Linked DNA regions of Pan troglodytes: region 2 is linked to region 1. Evidence: chromatin contacts called from public Hi-C data. All regions are on one chromosome and are shown on one strand. Each heading gives the region's core, a stretch centred on a gene start, on an enhancer-like site or on the middle of the called end of the contact. The rest is flanking DNA. Distances are from core to core; before and after follow the strand shown.

What was found. Hi-C and Micro-C count contacts between places; a contact is called where the count stands out from the background.
Region 2: a Hi-C map of induced pluripotent stem cells shows a contact between it and region 1, with 2.2 times the contacts expected there. The contact joins two enhancer-like sites. A contact is called at or near these places in 2 of 7 Hi-C or Micro-C datasets (induced pluripotent stem cells and stem cell-derived neural progenitor cells).

The regions. Positions count from the first base shown.
Region 1 is chr3:40,642,366-40,646,526 of NHGRI_mPanTro3-v2.0_pri, reverse strand. No RefSeq gene overlaps it. Among named protein-coding and RNA genes, the nearest start is that of CHRNA9, 15 kb to the left of the region's middle. Within about 2 kb of position 1,981, at least 13 of the 24 cell types and tissues checked have an H3K27ac peak or open chromatin away from gene starts, as enhancers often do. A contact at or near this core is called in induced pluripotent stem cells, where this site is marked.
Region 2 is chr3:41,040,045-41,044,205 of NHGRI_mPanTro3-v2.0_pri, reverse strand. No RefSeq gene overlaps it. Among named protein-coding and RNA genes, the nearest start is that of NSUN7, 31 kb to the left of the region's middle. Within about 2 kb of position 2,340, at least 2 of the 24 cell types and tissues checked have an H3K27ac peak or open chromatin away from gene starts, as enhancers often do. A contact at or near this core is called in induced pluripotent stem cells, where this site is marked.

The DNA of each region.
Region 1 (4,161 bases), core at 732-3,231:
CCCTACAAGGTAGTATTTCCTGGACTATTGAAAACCATCTTGGGGCTGGTCCTTCTTCCTTCAGTCTCCTTTTCCTCTAGTCCCCACTCACACTGCTGTTACTTCAATGTTTTGGACTCTGACCATGTTACACTCCCCTGCCTGTATGAAATCCTCCCATGTCCCCCATCACCCACAGGATGAAGGCCCTGCTCTAAATCATGGCATAGGAGACCCTTCAAACTCTCTGTCCCGCCTTCCTCACCAGGTGCATCGCCTGCCATCCCACATAGCTTTTTTTCTCTTTTCTTTTCTTTTTTTCCCCCCTATTTATTTATTTATTTAAGACGGAGTCTGGCTCTGTCGCCCAAGCTGGCATACAGTGGCACAATCTCAGCTCACTGCAACCTCCACTTCCCGGGTTCAAGTGATTCTCCTGCCTCATCCTCCTGAGTAGCTGGGATTACAGGCATGCATCACCACACCTGGCTAATTTTTGTATTTTCAGTAGAGACGGGGTTTCCCTATGTTGGCCAGGCTAGTCTCGAACTCCTGACCTCAGGAGATCCACCTGCCTCGGCCTCCCAAAGTGCTGGGATTACAGGCATGAGCCACTGCACCTGACTCTTTTTTTTTTTTTTGACAGGGTCTTGCTTTGTCACCCACTGGAGTGCAATGGTGCAATCTCAGCTCATTGCAACCTCTGCCTCCTGGACTCAAGCGATCCTCCCACCTCGGCCTCCAGAGAGCTAGGACCACAGGCACCGCCACCACATCCAGCTACTTTTTTTTTTTATTTTTAGTGGAGACAGGGATTTCACCATGTTGCCTGGGCTAGTCCCGAACTCCTAAGCTCAAGCGATTTGCCCACATCAGCCTCCCACAGTGCTGGGATTATAGGCGTGAGCCACTGCACCCTGCCAACTATTCCTTAAAGGCGTGACTCGCTGCCAAATGAGAGGTCTGAACCAGAAGTTCAGAGAAGGGAAAGAAGGTTGCGCCTCCAGGGTGGACTGATCCATAGGAGGCAGAGACCAAAAACGAGGCTCTCACTTGACGGACTGGACCAGCAAGATGGAGTGCATGGTGGAGGCGTAGGGGTGCATCTTGGTAGAAAAAAAGGCTTTGGGATTTGGGACTGGAGTTTCGGTTCTGTCATTTATTAGTGAGAGATCTCAGGCATTTTTAAAAAATCTTCTTTGCACCTCAGTTTCCTCATGGGTGAAAGGAATAATATTATCTACCCCACTGGGCTCCACATATCATTCAGACCACAAGCATCTGTGGAGTCTACTTATACTAAGCCCTTTTGATAAGCCCTGGAGTACAAGATGAAAAGAGAAGGGCCTGCCCTCAAGAGCTGCCAGAGAAGGAGGGGCAGTCACTGTTGGTCCCTCTCTTCATTTACCTTCCAGGGGTCTGTCTTTTTGTTTGTTTGTTTGTTTTGTTTTGTTTTTTGTGTGTGTGAGAGATGGAGTCTCACTCTGTCATCCAGGCTGGAGTGCAGTGGCACGATCTCGGCTCACTGCAAGCTTCGCCTCCTGGATTCAAGCAATTCTACTGCCTCAGCCTCCGGAGTAGCTGGGACTGGAACTACAGGCGCCCGCCACCAAGCCCGGCTAATTTCTTTCTTTCTTTTTTTTTTTTTTTTTAATTTTTAGTAGAGACAGGGGTTTCACCGTGTTAGCCAGGATGGTCTCGATCTCCTGACCTGGTAATCTGCCCGCCTCGGCCTCCCAAAGGGCTGGGATTACAGACAGGCGTGAGCCACCGTGCCCGGCCCAGGGGTCTGTCATTTTAAAGCAGCAGTGGTCAGAACCATGAGCCACATACATGGAATGCAGGACATTGGTTCAGAAGTTTGAAGACAGAACAAGCTCTTCACCATCCACAACGGAAGGTTCCTGCCTTCCTGTCCCGCGTTCTGTGAGGAAATGCGTCTGTCCCTCTGGAGCTCCTGATTTTCAAGGCTTCTCCCCTGAGCTTTGATGAAGTCTGGGGGAGCCAGCGTCAAAAGCAGCACACTCTAGTCACCTGCGATCGTTACCCAAAGAGCCTGCTGTTGACCTCAAGTCACTTCATTTTTTTAATTGCAAAAGACAACCACTAGGGGGCCTAGGAGCGAGACGCTGAGCTCCGATTCCATTTATCAGGCAAATAGCCTTTCCTTCTTGCTGAAAAACGCAGTCAAGGTCAACAAAACACACACCGTGGGCTGAGAACAATACCTTCTGCACCTTCTGCAAACGCTTAGTGAAGAACGCATCTCCCTTGAGGCTAAAAAATATTCTTAACTCAGCCCATCCTCCACAGCCCATCAGGCTGGGCCAAGCGTTTCTTAGCCCTGATTCCATTTTTCAGTGTTTCCTTCTGATTAAAAGCCCTTTGGCACAGCAGGATTGTCTATAATAATGGTAAATGACTCACATGATGATGAGGCAGTCTTTTCACATCCTGAGCTACAATCCATCTTGTAAAGCCTTGCAACGGCCTGAATTACAGCCCTGGATTCTCAGCAGAGGCACAGAGTGGGGGTTTTTGCTTGATTCTCTCTCCCCTCTCAGTTTCCCACACCTTATGCAGAGGCTTGAATGTCTAATGTACTGTACCTACCTATAGCAATCCTCATTAAAATCAATCACTCATTTGAAAAAAAAAAAAAAGCAAGCAAGAAAAAGGAAGGAAGGAAGGAAGAAAAGAAAAGAAAAGATGGAGGAAAAAAGAAAGAAAAAAAATGATCAGGCCCCTAGGGGCCTCTGAGGCCACAGTAACTCAAGTCCCCATGACCAAAACTGGGTGGCAAAGCTTATTTTTCCTTAGCAGGAGTCTGCTTTTGCAAAGGTTCGTCTCTTACATTTTCTTTCAGACACTCACGCACACTCCAGCAACAATGGAAATGAACATAATTTCCCAAGCAGGTTGCCTAGAAACCACTCCTGTGTTTCTGAAACTAATTTAAACATGAAAATTCAGCTCCTGACTCATGCCAGGAATGCACGTCATAATTTTCTCAGTATTTTACTTTCTTTTTCTTTCACATTACAAAATAATGCATGCTTATTGCAGAAAAAAGTGAAAAGAATATGAAAATACAGAGGTTCAGAAAATGAAGAATCTCCTGTAATCTCACTATCAGAGGCAACTTCTGTTGTCATTTGGGAATATTTTCTTCTAGGCTTTTTATTTTTCTATGCATTTTTAACATCATGGAGATTAACACAGATTTTACATCGAGATTAATACTGAATTTAATTAGCATATTGTCAGTATTTCTCCATCTGGTGAAATTTTCAGAAACTTGATTTTTAAAAGACTGCATTATATTACAGTTCATTTTCCCAATATTAACCATTCTCTAAATGCTAGATGTTTAGGTTATTTCTAATTTTTCACCATTATAATGTCACAATGATCAACTTAATACAAAATAGTTATTATATCTTTATTTCTCCAGGATAACATCATAAAAGGAGTTTCAAAGAGGATAAACATTTCAAAACTTTTTAAATATTGAACAAATACATGTTTATGTTTTTTTTATTAAACAGTACATTAAAAACAAATTTCCTTCTCCACTCTCTACAGGTAGCCCCTGTTTCTGTGAATACACAGCACATGTGTATGATTTGTCTATTTGACACTGTACATTGTTCTATCACTTGCTTATTTGACTTATTGTATCTCAGACATCTTTCCATATCAATTCAAATTGATCCATTCTTTTTAGAATTTGCAGAATATTCCACTAGATGATGTATTATCACTTATTTGCCCTAGACAAAACTTCTTAATGCACTGGATACATATGCAGTGAGCTGGGGTCCCTAGCAATGGGTCTGAATCTATACTGTTCCATCCACACCACACCTTTACTGGGAGGGAACAGATGATGGCAAAGGTAACTGCCTTATCTGGCTGGAATTAGTATTATATTCTAACCCAGAGGTCTCCAAACTTTTCTGATCTCTCCATTTACTGATTCAAATTTTGAGCATGCTCCCCTATTTATGTATTTTTTAAATTTATAGATTACATACATATATATGACTTTATAAAATAGAGTCACGTGCTACAAAACATTTCAGTCAACGCGAAGTGGCCACATATACTGTGATCCCATATACTGTGTAACCATTGTGTTATAACTGCCTACAATATTCAGTAAGATCACATACTGTACAA
Region 2 (4,161 bases), core at 1,091-3,590, 400 kb before region 1:
GAGAGCCAGTTATCAGGCATTTACTCATACCACTGGTTAGGGTGAGAAAGTGAAGGAGTTCCTTAATAGCATTATCTTCTCTGTTGAGGAGGAAGGCAGGTGTCAGATTTTGAGGAAAGTGAAAACGTTGAATTCTGTGAAGCACTGTGCAAAGAAGAGAGAGCCACCTAGGAAAATACTAAATGACTACCATGTTGTTTTGAGGAACCAGTTAAGGATGGAGACTATTAGTTTACAGTGCAATTGATGTGTACATTTGTAAGATTTCTTCCTGCAAAGTCAGCAGCCTGGAGATCTTAGCAGAGAAATGGATAGGTGGTTTGATCTGGAGTCAGTCTTTTTGCCTGGCACCTGTAATGGAAGAATGAAACGCAGCAAGGATGACAGAGTTTTTGCAAAAGAGTAGCTGCAGTAATGGACCATGGAACTTAAACTGTAAAGGGAAGGAGGTGAAGGTGGGAGAAGGTGATATGCAAGAAGGCAGAGGAATCACGTTTTCCTGGTATCACATGCTTTGAGTCCCCTTACTATCCTGGCCTCATTTTTGCAACTTGGCCCTCCCATTTGGCTGAATGTGGCATCCAGCTGCAAGCCCCTCAGTCTTGCACAATGTTCCAGCTTGGCCTGACCATCAAACACCACATCATTGTCCTTATTTTAGATGTCATGCCTGAAAGATGTCGATGTCCAGCATCACTGAGAGAACTCAGAATAATTGTTAGCCACGCAAGATCAATGAGCAGAAACAAGGATAGGCAGACTTTTAAAATTTATTGGAATGATCTGATACTTGAAAATCTTTTCCTCTGCATTAGCTAACTGAATATCCAATGAATAATCATGGATTATCATAGCTAACAGAATATCCAATGAAAAATCATGGATATTCTGTAATACAATCACTCTGGCTCATCAACACCAAACATAATTGCCATGAGGACATTATTTTATGAATTATTAGAAAAGCATAAAGTACTAACTAAATAGGGAATTTCAGAGTTAATGCAAAACCTCAAAATGGCTTTCAAAGAAGCTTATTTTCTCAGAGTAGTTTAACCAGTGGGTGGAAAATCACTTCTGGATTATACAGAATTTGATCATAAGGTTTGATCAGAAGGTGACCTAGTGATGAGGCTACTAATAATGGGAGAACTACACGAAAGAACAAATCTGCTGTTACGAGGCTCCAGGGCACAGGAACTATTACTCTAATTTCAAGTGACAATGAGTTTTTATAGCTGATAGCTACTTATGTCTCCCAAAATACTCTAATGCACGTTCCTGTCAGAAATTTGTGTATTTAATAGACTATATTCCCGATGTCACCTTTCCATCAGATTTAAATGAATCGGGTATAGTGTCATGTTTTAATTTCTCAATAAATATAATATATGTAACAGGAATTTTCCTACTGAATTAAAAATGTCATTTCAGTGAGATAACCAAATTGATGATACTCGGAATTTGCAATTCATCACGATTACTGCCAGATTTAACAAATATAATTCACTTTCTCCTACTACCCTGTGATTAGCTAGAGGTCATGGCTTTGACAAATCTAGACTCCCTGGTGCTTTGGGTATAACTCTTGCCCACGTAACTTCTGTTATTTCTTATGAGGTATATGAAGGTGAATAGCATGCAGTTTTTACACCGGGGAGGGCATTTTTCTTCAGCAAAATAATTATCTCATTGCATTTCCCACTTGAATAGCTGACACCCCCCTGCCCCTCAAAAACATAGAAAACAAAAGCTATCCATTTTAGTCCCCTCACGCTAGGTTTTTTTCTTACCATTTCCCCCTTGTTTTTTCCATTCTTGGGGTATTTGGATATGAGGGAAGATGAAGAGGTAACAGACTGAGAAGTGTTCATTTTTCTTGTGTCACGCTTCACATTGGCCAGCAAGGGGAGTTGTAGGAACAATTACAGTGGTTTGAGCTGATACACTTGTGAGCATACCTCTCACGATTGGTTAGGAGTCACAATGTCTTTTGCCCTTGACTCCCTGTGTAACACAGGTAGTATTTTGTGTACCAGTCTAGTTTTCCTTTCATCTTGTAGTTTGCTGACCAAAAATTAATTGTGAACTTCCAAATAAAAACCTACTGAAATGGTGAGACATTGGAAATGAAGTGAGCCTTCTATGCCCAGGTGGCATAAAAATCTAATTGTAGCTTCAAGCAGCCCAAGCCCCTTTAATGCGGATAAGAGAGCATTCAACTGACTTCAATAAAAAGGGACTTAAATGGAAGGGAGGTGGCCTTGAGGAGAGCTGGCCTTGACTGCTGGGACTGAGGAGGCCATTGTTCTACATTCTCCTAGGGCTTAGGGAGATTGACAAGGCACCTGCTGCTTTCCAGAGATGAACGTTTAGGTCAGCCCTGAAAAAACCCAGGCCTGAGACACTCCCCTGGCCTCTTGGCCCCCTGCCATCCAGGTGCAGGAGATTCAAAGGTACAAAGCAAAGGCATGGGAAGAGCCCTTTGTAGAGATCTGGGGAGACTGTTTCTGCTCCATGAACAATCCAGGACAGCTCTCTCCCCTTTAAATCATCTTTCATGCTTCTTAGCTCCAAGGCTTTCTATGTTCTTCCATGGATTCCTCTACTGTATCTATGCCATAGGAACATTCGATTACTAACCACTTTCACAGATCATGGTTCACTTCACTGAGTGTGGGACCAGGATCCATGAATATGTACCCTATTTAATGCCTTAATGCAGCTTTCCCAATTCCCATCCTGGCTACTGAATATATTTTGCTGTTGACTGCAAAATAGACTAAAAATCAGTAACCACTAGTTTTCTGAATGTGAAGTTCAGGTTTTTATTTCTATGTTTCTTTTGTTAAGTACTGAATAAATTTTGTGCCCTGTGCTTTGTTCACCAACAGGCTGTGTTATATAAAGGAGAGAATCTGGGCTTAAGAGTAGGAGATGTAGTCTTTCTTTTTTTTTTCTTTTCTTTTCTTTTTTTTTTACTTTATGGTACTACAGGCACATGCCACCATGCCTAGCTAATTTTTTAAATTTTTTGTAGAGATGGGGTCTCACTGTGTTGCCCATGGTGGTCTCAAACTGCTAGACTTAAGCAATCCTCCCACTGTAACCTCCCAAAGTGCTGGGATTACAGATATGAGCCACTGTGCCTGGCCTAGAGTTTAGTTCTGGTTCTGCTACTTAATAGCTGTACGATGTTGGACAACTCATATAATCTTTCTAGGCTTGTCTATTTTCTCATCGGCAAAAATGGGGAGGGAGGACAAGATTCCAGACTTGAGAGTCAAGCAGACCAGGGTTTTAATCCTATTTCAGGTATTAGCTGGATGACTTTAAGCAAGTGACAATTAGTGTTATTTTAAGGCTTTAGTGAGATAATGTATGTGAAACCCTTAGCATCATTCTTAGGACACAATCAGCACTCAACAAATAATAGTTATTATAATAATCATGACAATGTCCATGTTATTAAAGTTCTTTAGAACCCTTTTTTAAGCTCTAAAATGCAATGATTTAAGTCTGAAATGTTGTGGTTGATTGCTGTGAATAAGGCTGTTCACTTGATCCTGGGCTTCTTAAGAGAATTTGGTAAGAAATAGGCTGAAATTATAGAGGACTTTGCAAAGTGCTTAGATTTTGTTATATAGTACTATAGTAACATTCAGCAAACAACATGATTATCAGCATTGTAATAAACACAGTCATGGGCCAATTTCCTTTGTTTTTTCATAATGTAATGCCTACTAGAAATTCTTTAAAGGCTAAACTTCATATTCAGCACACCATGTCCTCTCTACAAACCCTCTCTTCCTAATGTGTGTATACCTTTTTTTTTTTTTTTTTTTATGAGATGGAGTTTCACTTTGTTGCCCAGGGTGGAGTGTAATGGCGTGATTTGTATATATCTCTAGCATGTATATATCTCTCTCTTCTAGGAGAATTTGACTCACTGCAACCTCCGCCTCCCAGGTTCAAGCGATTCTCCTGTTTCAGCCTCCCAAGTAGCTGGGATTACAGGCACACACCACCATGCCCAGCTAATTTTGTATTTTTAGTAGAGATGGGGTTTCTCCATGTTGATCAGGCTGGTCTCGGACTCCCGACCTCAGGTGATCCACCTGCTTCGGCCTCCCAAAGTGCTGGGATTACAGGTGTGAGCCA